Linked DNA regions of Mus musculus: all the other regions are linked to region 2. The links are chromatin contacts, called in public targeted proximity ligation maps. All regions are on one chromosome and are shown on one strand. The core of a region is the stretch at or near the end of the contact, and the rest is flanking DNA. Distances in the headings are between cores, read along the strand shown. Region 1 has its middle 98 kb from the start of Tle4. Region 2 overlaps Tle4 (transducin-like enhancer of split 4). Region 3 has its middle 70 kb from the start of Tle4.

Evidence for each region.
Region 1: a contact with region 2 is called in a targeted proximity ligation map of memory CD8 T cells, with 180 read pairs. A contact is called at or near these places in 12 of 484 Hi-C or Micro-C datasets (the AML12 cell line, B cells, the G1E-ER4 cell line and 6 more) and 4 of 130 datasets of targeted methods (bone marrow-derived dendritic cells, effector CD8 T cells, embryonic stem cells and 1 more).
Region 3: a targeted proximity ligation map of CD8 T cells shows a contact between it and region 2, with 6 read pairs. A contact is called at or near these places in 2 of 484 Hi-C or Micro-C datasets (the G1E-ER4 cell line and bone marrow-derived macrophages), 1 of 130 datasets of targeted methods (CD8 T cells) and 1 of 9 other capture datasets (embryonic stem cells).

The regions. Positions count from the first base shown.
Region 1 is chr19:14,693,846-14,697,646 of GRCm38.p6, reverse strand. No RefSeq gene overlaps it. Among named protein-coding and RNA genes, the nearest start is that of Tle4, 98 kb to the right of the region's middle.
Region 2 is chr19:14,467,260-14,471,036 of GRCm38.p6, reverse strand. It overlaps Tle4 (transducin-like enhancer of split 4), which reads left to right. Exons shown (of 20, transcript NM_011600.3): 9 at 2,766-2,885. Among named protein-coding and RNA genes, the nearest start is that of Gm8630, 33 kb to the right of the region's middle.
Region 3 is chr19:14,666,766-14,670,509 of GRCm38.p6, reverse strand. No RefSeq gene overlaps it. Among named protein-coding and RNA genes, the nearest start is that of Tle4, 70 kb to the right of the region's middle.

The DNA.
Region 1 (3,801 bases), core at 852-3,351, 230 kb before region 2:
TCACTCTTTGGAACCATAGCTTTCTCTGAGGTCATTTTCACAGAAAAGTCCTTTTATAGATGTGGGTTTTGGAGTGTTTCATGAGTTGGTAAGTGTGTTTGAATATTTTGACCCCTCATAGACTCATGTGTTTGAATGCTTGGCTTGTAAAAAATGGCACTATTAAGAGGTATGGCCTTGTTGGAATGGGTGAGGCCTTGCTGTAGGAAGTATGTCACTGTGAAGGCAGGATTTGAGGTCTCCTATGCTCAAGGGAGGAAGAGAGCCTCCTCCTCCTGGCTGCCTCCAGATCAAGATGCAGAACTCTCAGATCCTCTTCCAGCACCATGTCTGCCTGGACACTGCCAAACTTCTCACCATGATAATAATGGACTGAACCTCTGAAACTGTAAGCCAGTCCCAATTAAGTGTTTTCCTTTCTTTTAAAAAAGAAATATGGGTTCTGTATTAAACAACAAACAACTTCAGCTTGTTTAATGGTGACTTAAGACTGCACTCTGTAAGTACACCATTCTTTATCAATGTTCTTGCATCTTCCTGGCAGAAGGCAGCCTCAACAATGGGGAAAGAACATGGCACAAGTGAATTGGATATAAAATGTTCTCTGATTCCTAATTCCCAGCATCCTATTTATATTCCTTTTCTTACATCCATTGGTAAACTCAAAAATATTTTTATAAAATGTGAGTACTCTGCTTTATGAATTAATTTGGTTGTTTTTAACTAAGCAGTCAATTCAAAGAAAAAATAATTCTACTCAAAATATATTCATGGTCAATTTATTTTACAGGAGAGATCAGGGCCTTATTTTTTTCTTGTATAAATAACACTGAACATAGATTATAAAAATCACAATCTTAACTAGGCATGATGGTGTACATCTTTAATCCAGAACTTTGGAGGCAGAAGCAGGAAGAGCTCTAGGAGTTCAAAACCAACCTGGTCTACATGATGAATTCCAGGACAGCTGTAGCTACAGTGAGACCTTGTCTCAAATAAACAAACAAATAAATAAACAAACAAATAAAATAATAGTCTTACAAAATTTTTCAGTTAAAAAATTTTTACTATATTCACCAAAAGAATTTGATGCAATCTCACCAAATTCTACTGCAGGATGCCCACAAGAACAACGCAGAAAAGAAATTGCCTTCCACATCATCTATCCAAAAAGACAGCACACCAAAAGGAAAGGCACTGGCTGGGGTTTGAGAGATAAAGTGGGAGACTTCTGAAATAGTTCGTCCATGAGATAAACAATAGATTATGCTGAAGAATGAATGAGCGCAAGTTCCAAAGAAATGCCTTGAAATGCAGCCTGCTCAAACCCTTAAGATTTCAAGTCAGGGGCCCTGGCGAGGTGACTGAATAAGCTGGCTGGTCTTCCATGGGACCTGGGTTTGATTCCCAGCACTGACAACGAGGCTTATAATGATCAGTAACTCCAGTTCCAGGGGACCAGTTGTGCTCCTCTTCTGGCCTCTGTAGGCACCACGCCCTCATGTCATGCATAACCATTCATCCAGGCAAAACATTCATATATGTAAAAATAAGAATAATATTTTAAAAGTGTTTGGGTTAGGATGGGATGAAGAAGGACAGTGATCTTAAATTGCAGAACACTGAAAGGACTCAACTGGCCGAAGTTTGTGCAGAGAACCAAAGATTTCCTAATGAAACAGTGAGTTGTAGAAGACTTTTGTCCTGAGACTCAGTGTGCAATTTGACATCTGGCCTGTTGTCTTAAGAGAACCAAAGAGGACAGTGGGCTGATATCAGGAGAATCCAGTATTGGCCTCTTTACTTTGAGGTCTGTCTTTTTCTATTTGTCTGTGCACTACAGATGATGCATAACAACCTGAAAATAGACTACAGAGAAGTGATTTTTGTGTAGGCAAATGCCGTGGTTTGAATAAGATATGCCTATCATAGGCTCACGTGTTGAATGTTTGGCTCCCACCTAATGATACTATCCTATGCAGTTCTAAGACTTTTGAGAGGCGGAGTCAGTGCAGGAAGCGAGTCACGGGGTACGCTTTGGATGTTCTACCTCGTCCCTGGGTGCAGCAAGGATGTGGGTTGATGGGGAGGGTGGATGAATGAAAAGCAGAAGCAAAGGTAGCATGAGGTAGCTAGTCGCTGTCATGTGTTCTTGACGTGTGTTGTACCACAGATCAGAATCAAAGGAGGCAAGGTCTGAGGCTGAAGACTTTGAAGGCATAAACTAATGCAAGTCTTTCACCCTGCCATGTACTTTGTCACGATACTGAAAAAACTTCCACAGACAGGATTGTTGTAACCTCTATCTACTTCTATCTGGGGCCACTGACAACCCATCGAGACCCTCCTAGTGGAGCATATAGCTGTGTCATAGGTCTAATTTTGTCCGTTTTCCCTGATATCAAATGCTCCTGAAAAATAGATTGACTATCTCAATTAATTGCTGGTTTATATGTATGAATTCATTTGTGTGCTGTAAAAGTGAATGATACAGTTTTGAGCTACCAAAGGAACTGAAGCCAAAGATGGCAACAACAGGAAGCCTTTAAGGGAAAAAAAGTTCTATTACTAGTGTCCCTGTATCCTATGCTCTATGTTAAATTTTCTTTTTAAAGCCAACTAACCCTGTGTTGAGCAGAAAGGGTTTGTATCAAAGGAACGGATGAATAAGTGGAAAGCCAAGGTAAATGAAGCCATAACTATAAACCCAGATGTGGAAATGTAGTCCCAGATTCTCTATTTCTTTTTCTTAACAAAAGTAAACCTCCGGGAGGAGAAGCATCTTATAAATTGTATTGTTTAAAAATTGCTGTATTCATTATGAGGAGCTTAATTATGGTCATCATTTACCAAAAGAAAAAAATCAAAGTCTTGTCAGAGAATTCATAATAATGAATGTTTCTCATTAAAAATTAATGAATGAGTGCCTTATATTGAAGGAAGTGTGTGAAATACCCTAATTTTCTTGTTTAAAAGAATTAATATTCATACATATTAGGTCCAAATTACCACCATTTAGGTGGCTACTTAGTGTTACAGATTACAGATCCGTTTATTACCATACAAGCAGACTATATTTGCTAGCATGCCTAGATTGTGCTATGATAAACAAATGTCGAGCTCTCCATGCCTTCTTTTTAGATGTAGAGTCATCCTCAGAGCAGCTCTTCCCCACCAGTGACTCAGCAAACAATGCTCCTTCCACCTAAGGCTTCTACCAGCTCAGCTCATGGGATTACCAGGACACAAGAAAGGCAGAAAACTGTGTATCAGCTTTCAAAAGTTTCAGCCTAAGTTGACACATACATAAGTACTTATAACCCAGGGCCAGATAGTCTGGCTGATGCAGGGAACCAGACGCAAACTGTGACTAATAAGTCATCTACAACAGAAATACTAAAATCAAAGAACAATATTGGGGTTTGGTTTGGTTTGGTTTGGTTTGGTTTGGTTTGGTTTTTGGTTTTTCGAGACAGGGTTTCTCTGTACAGCCCTGACTGTCCTGGAACTCACTTTGTAGACCAGGCTGGCCTCGAACTCAGAAGTCCGCCTGCCTCTGCCTCCCAAGTGCTGGGATTAAAGACGTGTGCCACCACTGCCCGGCAGAACAATATTGTTAAAACACATATTATTTACTTATTGTTGGGTACTACTAGGATTATTTACATAGTGTGTGAAGAGAGGTTGGAATCTTTCAAAATCCAGCCCCAATAATGCCATATTTTGAACTAATATAAAATTTTATCAATCCACAAATTAATAAATTGTCATTGTATCTACATGAGTATAAACAAACTATAA
Region 2 (3,777 bases), core at 832-3,331:
ACTAGGGTATTGCTGATCACCTCGGTACTCAGTGTACAGCTTAACCTCGAAATGCTAGTGATAATTAACTATTTTATTCTTTTACTAGCAAAATCAAATGTGTAATTCTGCTCTCCAATAAAATTATGACAGGAGTCTTCAGAGACGGATGGCTCATTGAGTGCAGATTCCCCAAACCCACATAGTAGTAAGGTGGGCATGGTAGACCCTCTGTAATCCCAGCACTCAAATGGAAGACACCCTATTTGTAGAGGAAGCTGCCTAGGTAGACAAGCATAAATGACAAGCCCTGAGTTCAGCAAGAAACTTTGCCTTAATGAATAAAGTGACAAGACATCAAGGAAGACAGCCAGCCTCAAACAGCACATGCCATGTGCCTATATACCTGTACTCTCCCATGCATACATGTGGACAAGTATGCACACACACAAACACACGAAGGAAGGAAGAGCTGTCTATACAAAGACAACAAAAGCTATTTGATTTTACACATATGCTAATAAATAGGCACCAAGGTTAAACAGGTATTAATATTTGAGAATATGTTCAATATTATTTAGAAGTTGTCTTTTCCTAAACTTTTGAAAAAAATGGAAATGACTGGAAGTAGAGTGTCAGAAGGACCAGGGTTAAACACACACATGGATGCCATACACAGACAGTCGCACACACACACACACACACACACACACACACACACCAACTTTTTCATCACTGACTTCATTTGTAGGAAAATGCATCTTGTTGGCAAAGGAATAAGATGAAGAAAGTGTGGAACTTTTACCCTCCAAGGTGCCCAGCCCATTTTACACACATGACTTCCTGTGGAGTTCATTCAGTGACCTTCTTCAATATATCTAATATGAGTTTTGTTCTTTGAGAATTTTATACAATATGTCTTACTGAATGTATGAGTAGAAACTAGTACATAGAGTTTACAGAGCATTCATCTAAACCCCAGCAAGGGTGGCTAGACTAAGGATGGGTTTAGGATTGGCAGCCTCTTCCTCAGTAGTTCATAACACAACCCCTAACAGCATCCTTTAGAAGTTTAGGCATTTAGGCATTACACTGTGACTCATCCAAAGTAAATGGAACCTATAGAAGCAGAAGTTCTGGCTGTCACATGGCCTATAGTAGTTTAAAGGCACTGACAAAGGTTCTGGATCTGTAAATGTTAATCACCACCAGACTAAGACAAGGAAAAAGGATCAAATGAATTGTTTGTCTGTGAGACAAGTTCTAAATGAGGAGAGCTTTGCTGAATAGTTTTCTGGATTGCTTTTCTGATTTCAGGCCAAAGGATGTTTTTATCATAATTCTTTTTTCTTCCTAGAACTTTTTCCTTGATACTTTAGTTCCAGGTATTCTTTTTACTGCTTTTCAAAATGAGCTGACTCTTAACTAAGCTGCATTGATATTCCCCTTGGAAAACTGTCTCAGTGCCCTTCTAAGGGAAACGCCTACTCTGCACACCTTTATCCCCTCAATAGAGTTGTTCAAGTCTGGACCCGCTCGCTTCCTTTCAAACCGCGTGTTTACTTAAACTTTCCCTTTGGTCAGGATAGATTGGTTGGGCTTTTATTGTTGGTTATGTGGTTGGTTTTGTGTGTGTGTGTGTGTGTGTGTGTGTGTGTGTGTGTGTGTGTGGCGGGGGCGGGGGTGGGTCGGGTAGGGTTTGCATGGAGCTTAGTGAACAACTTGAGGTATTGGTTCTTCCTGCCTTTCACCTTTTTTGAAACAAGGTCTCTTCTTGTCCATGGCTGTGTACACCAAGCTAGCTGGCTTATAGACTTCTGGGATTCTCTGGTCTCGACCGTCTATCTCCCTGTGGAAGGGCTGGGATTATAGGCACATGCTCCTTCCAGATTCAAAAGTGGGGTTTTAGAGATCAGCACTGAGACCCTCATGCGCTACCCACTGAAAATCTCCCCAGGCACTGACAGGTTATCAGGGGTAGTTTCAGTTTTCACATTTCCAACCATAGGTTTAAGCTCTCACACATATGCTGACTTTTGTGACCAGGAACCACCAGGCTTCTAACCTTGTCACCAGTATTAAGTGTGTGCTGAAAGAACAAACATGAAATCTGAGGCATGAACCCTCTTCCTCTGTTCTGGTCACAGTGAGTTGTGGTTTCCAGAATGAGTCAGCTTATAAAGAATATGCAGAAATATACTCGGTGTTTGCAAGGATTTTATTTTTGTTTAAATTCTGAATGTTCTGGACTGTAGATATAGGCTGAGCAAAATATTCTGTAAATATGATCATACAATCTATATATCACATGGCCACCATGTTTGGTTGTTCAAATCTTTAATGGTTAGTTTTCTTTTTATTTTAGTTTTTAATTGAAAAATTATTGATTACCCTTTAAGCTTAACCATATTCAATTTTTCTGTGGCATTTCAAATATATACTTTCTGTCAGCCAGTAACCTTTTTGAAACAAAATAAATAAAGAGAACCATCCTGTCTTTCCCTCTGTGCTTTCTCTTGTGTCTCCTCCATTCTCCAACTCCCTGAAAGCCTTGAACAGGTAACATGCTTGGTGTGCGTGAGACTTGATCTGCCCTCTGGGTTGTACTCATCCTACTGTTCTTCTTCGCGTTGTCTTTCTCCGCTTCTTTCCCTCTATACCTCTCCTCTCCTCTCCTCTTTGTCTCCTCTTAGCTTCCTGGGCATGTACTGCAGAACAAAAGATCTATCTAATTGCTCTCTGAAGTGAATGATCTTTTTCAATCCCGCTTCTATTTCTAATTCCAGAGCTCTTCCGTATCCCCATCAGCCAGTTTCCGGGGTTCTGAGAAACATAGGAACTCTACAGACTATTCCTCAGAGAGCAAAAAGCAGAAAACAGAAGAAAAAGAAATTGCAGCTCGCTATGTAAGTCCATCCATCCACCATTGCTTTGGGAAGGCTGGTTTGTCGTGGTTTTTATCAGTTGGTAATTTTAACCATTATCAGACAATTTTAGAACACACGATAACAGTATCCTTTATACGATTTAAAAAAAAAAAAGAATTACTGTGTTTTTATCTGTGTATCAAAGCTATTGCCATCAATTATCTGAAGACTATGTTTATGTTTATATATATGCAAGACCACAGTGCTTTCTGTAGCAAGTTATCTAAGACCTGGATATACTAAGTTATTATTTCTGTTAGATTAGATAGAAATGTAAGTGGTTAGAGATGTAGAAATGTTAAATCCCAAGATGTTTGGATGGGCTAGAGTACTGAGGAAAGGACTAAATGTTGTGGACGATGTATGTGCATTGATGTCCTCCATGTGAATTGAATCGTGATTTCCTCTGTGGTCTGAGCAGGTCAGAAGAGAAGGGAGCACGCTGGGTAGGAAGTGTGGAGGCAGTGTTTGTTGTTCTGCTCCCTGCCAGCTGGTTCCCTGCAGGACTGCAGGCTTCGCAAGAAGCTCAGACTTTGGATTTTTCCTTTGCAGTTTAACACACAGTGACTTATTCAGATTTTTTTAAAAGCTGCCAGTCCAAACCACACCCCATCACTTGTAGGATGTTTAGGTGGGCGTGAAAGTTTGTATTCTGGGTTCTAGAGTAGCAAGCAGGCCATTGTACTTCAAAAATGGAAAATGGAGTCATTACCTAGCTCATAAATAACATGAACATGAAGAATAAAGAAAGGGGTATTTTGCATAAAGTGTTTGACTCTGTTGGGTACAGTTTTCATCAAACATAAGGACCTCATGTGGGCACATAAATGTAGCTGAAATTGATGGTGCTTCCTTTCCCCCTGGGGATGGA
Region 3 (3,744 bases), core at 305-2,804, 200 kb before region 2:
CTTTGGAGCATCTCGGGTGTGCTGGGCCACTCTTGCGTGTTTGTACGGCTCCAGCTTGGTGCAGTGGCTGACCTGACTGGATCGTGCACTGCTTTGATCACTTAAAAATGAAAGCCGTTTTTATTGCAAATTGTACTGGAATGATTTCAAAACTAAACAAACCACAAGGGCTTGTTCTGTTTATTCTTTATTACTCGCACATTTAAAGGAACACAAAGGCTCTCGTTCCCTCACGCCCTCAAAGAAGGATGTTTAGGACATTATTTTGAAACCACCCTCTCTTTTCACATGTCAGGCCAAATCCTGGTGAGGGTGCTTCTGAAATGGGTCAACAGGTTGGCATTCTCCATATGTACAGGACATCTTGAGTGTCTTCACTATGTCCTTGCCTGGGTCTGGGTTACAAATCTGGGAGAATCTGTCTAAAATCTAGCACTGTATGGTCATGTATCATTGGGTACAATAGATAAACTCTGATTTTTCCCTTACACATAAAGTGGTGGTTAAAGCCCTGTCTTGTTTAATGTAGGTTTTAAAGGAAAATAAATAGATGTGATTTTTTTTTTTTTTTTTTTTTTTTTTTTGAGACAGGGTTTCTCTGTATAGTCCTGGCTGTCCTGGAACTTACTTTGTAGACCAGGCTGGCCTCGAACTCAGAAATCCACCTGCCTCTGCCTCCCAAATGCTGGGATTAAAGGCGTGCACCACCACGCCCTGCTCTAGATGTGATTTTTATTTGTAGTGTTATTTTCAACTTCCAAATGAGGAAAATGGACTCAAATACCCATTCAGCTATTCACAGATTAACACAGGTTAGGGTGCAAAGACCAGCCCTGCTCTGGTCTAATGGTTTTGTTGTTGTTGTTGTTGTTGTTGTTGTTGTTGTTGTTTTGGTTTGGTTTGGTTTGGTTTGGTTTGGTTTGGTTTGGTTTGGTTTGGGTTGGGTTGGGTTTGGTTTTGGTTTTTTTTTTGTTTTTGTTTTTGTTTTTGTTTTTGTTTTTTTCTCTTTTCTTCACAGGAAAGAGTTAGAGAAGGGAGAATTTCATTACCTTGAGTCTTTAACACCCCCTTAAAAAGGACCAGCACAGAGTCCTCCTTAGGAAAACATTTTAAAGCTGTCATTTTCTCTATCTTATTTTTTTTTATTAAAATGTCCCTAATTAACTGATACTATGATGACAATGAATTGAAAGGCCATGGCTTTAAAGGCACTATTTGCATAATGAGGTGTCTGTAGCAAGAGTTGCTTCCTTTGGTCTTTTTGATCAACAGTGGTGATAGCCTTATCTCCTCCATGCTATAGTCAATAGGTTATTAAAAGGCACCAAATACCCTAACAGCCTCATACTTTTGATTTTCTGCCATACTTTCCAAGTTAATGAGGAAGAGGGTCAAGGGAATTTATTCCTGTGCTTCAGGAAATCCACAAACAATATTAAAAGAGAAGTTGGTGGCAGATTAAGAAACTTTTAATAACCTTGTGCAAACCTTCCAGACACTCATTACTCAGTACAGGTGACTGAAATATGCAATCTCACAATATGCTATGGGATTTAGTGGCGAGCTAGAGGCTGGGAGTTGGGGGAAGGCAGAGCTAGGGGGAAGGGGTAGACCAAGCAGGTCAGTGAAAGAGTCAGCTCCACTTTCAAAAACATTACTGTATTTTAACTAAAATAATTACATAGAGAGGAATGGAAGAAACCTTGAAGGGCTTGGCATACAGTTTCTTGAAAGCCACTAACCAGAGACCATTGGTGACTCATCAGATGCACATGTGGTTCTTCTCCCTCCCCCCCCCCCCCACCGCAACCTCTCTCTGCGTATTTGCCCTTCCCCCTTTTCTTCTCTTTATCACTTCCTCTCTCTTTGTAAGACATTATTTTTGAAGAACTTTCCTGATTTCTTGACTACTTAGAGTCTAAAGGTTGGACATTTCAAGACATTTCCTGCTTCCTTATTAAACAGGTCTATTTCTCAGCACCAATGATGAATTCGCACACAGATAGGGATTATCGCCGTCACTCGCCATCTAGCCTCAGCTCCTTCTGGGGACTTAAGCCATCCACATAATAGATTAACACAGAGTGCATTAGGAACTAAAACCATTGCAGCTCTGCAGTCCTGTAGGCAAGAGTCCGGGTTCAATCTTTATCAATATGGAAAACAAGAAGGAGAAGGATCACAGCTGACAGAACTAGGTAGCAATTTGTGACTCAAAAACCTAAGCGACTTACCTGAAGTCACTCTAATATTAAGTGAGGTTTAGAATATCTTAACAAACCCTGGTTCCAAGACCTGCAACCTGGAATCAGTTTCTTCTTTATAAAAACCATCATTTTTATCATCTCTGCACCCCCTTTTTTTTTTTACTTAATTTTTTGAAATGGTCAAATATACTAATATTTGTGAATGATTCATAACGTCAACATAACTGTAAGCAAATGTGCTTCTGAGGTTAAAAGAAGGCAATGTATTAGTTCCTGTTCTTTATGCTGTGACAAACACTTGCGAGATAAAACTGAAAACCAGAAAGAATTACTACAGATCATGGTTTCAGGGGTTCTGTCTCTGATCACTTGGCCCCAGGTGCTTAGTTAGTATATCATGGCAGTAGGAGCATGTCGCTGAAGAGAACTGCTCATCTCTGGCAGACAGAAACAGAAAAGGGAGACAGAAAAGGGCCAGGAACAAGATAGCCCAGTGACTAACTGTCTGGGCTCACCTATTATGTTTTCAGATCCTCCCTAAATAACACCACAAGCTTGGGGCCCAGATTTTGACTACCAATCTTTTTTGAGGGTATTTCACATTCAAATCATAACAGCGAGTTATAGTGGTAGAAATCCCATGGTCAAGAACAAAGAGACAATGTCACGCCTACAATATAGTCAAGATCACAGGGGCTATAATGGAGTGTCCTGTGGCAGACCAGAAGTAGAAACTATTTGCTATAAAAGAGAAGAAGAGTAAATATTACAGATTTCGTGGCCCATTTGTTTTATTTCACATGCTCGACTCTGCAATTAGAAGCAGCCTTTAGCAATATGTAAATAAGTGAGTATGGCTGGCGTCCAATAAAACCTTATTTGTGAACACAGACATTTGAATTTCATATCGTTTTCATGTTTATAAAACATTATTTTTCTTGAGGTTTTTATTTTAATCATTTAAAGATGATATGAAAGACAATTTTAAATTGCAGGGCATTCTCAAGCAGATGAGATTTGGCCCACAGGACACAGTTTATAGATCTCTGATATAGAACAAAGGAAGTGATAAAATGGCTGACTTGGGTAAATACTATTTGGTAGGAAATACCTTGTTACTAAACTTCATTATGAAGAAGATCACAAAACTGTATTAGAATCAGGTGGTGGTAGTGCACGCCTTTAATCCCAGCACTGGGGAGGCAGAGGCAGGTGAATCTCTGAGATCAAGTCCAGCCTGATCTATAGAGTGAGTTCCAGAACAACCAAGGATACACAGAGAAACCCTGTCTGGAGAAAACACACACACACACACACACACACACACACATACACACAACAATAACAACAACAGAATGTATTAGACTGGGGCGCTTTGCATCACAAGAAATCTCATCTCAAAGGACTACAAAGACATTTACAATATGTGTAACAGGACAGTTGAATGTAGAGACCTCAGGTTTCATTTAGCAATGTAAATGCCACTGGAGACCTGAGTTCTTTCCATCAGTTGCCCCTTCCACACCCAGCACATGGA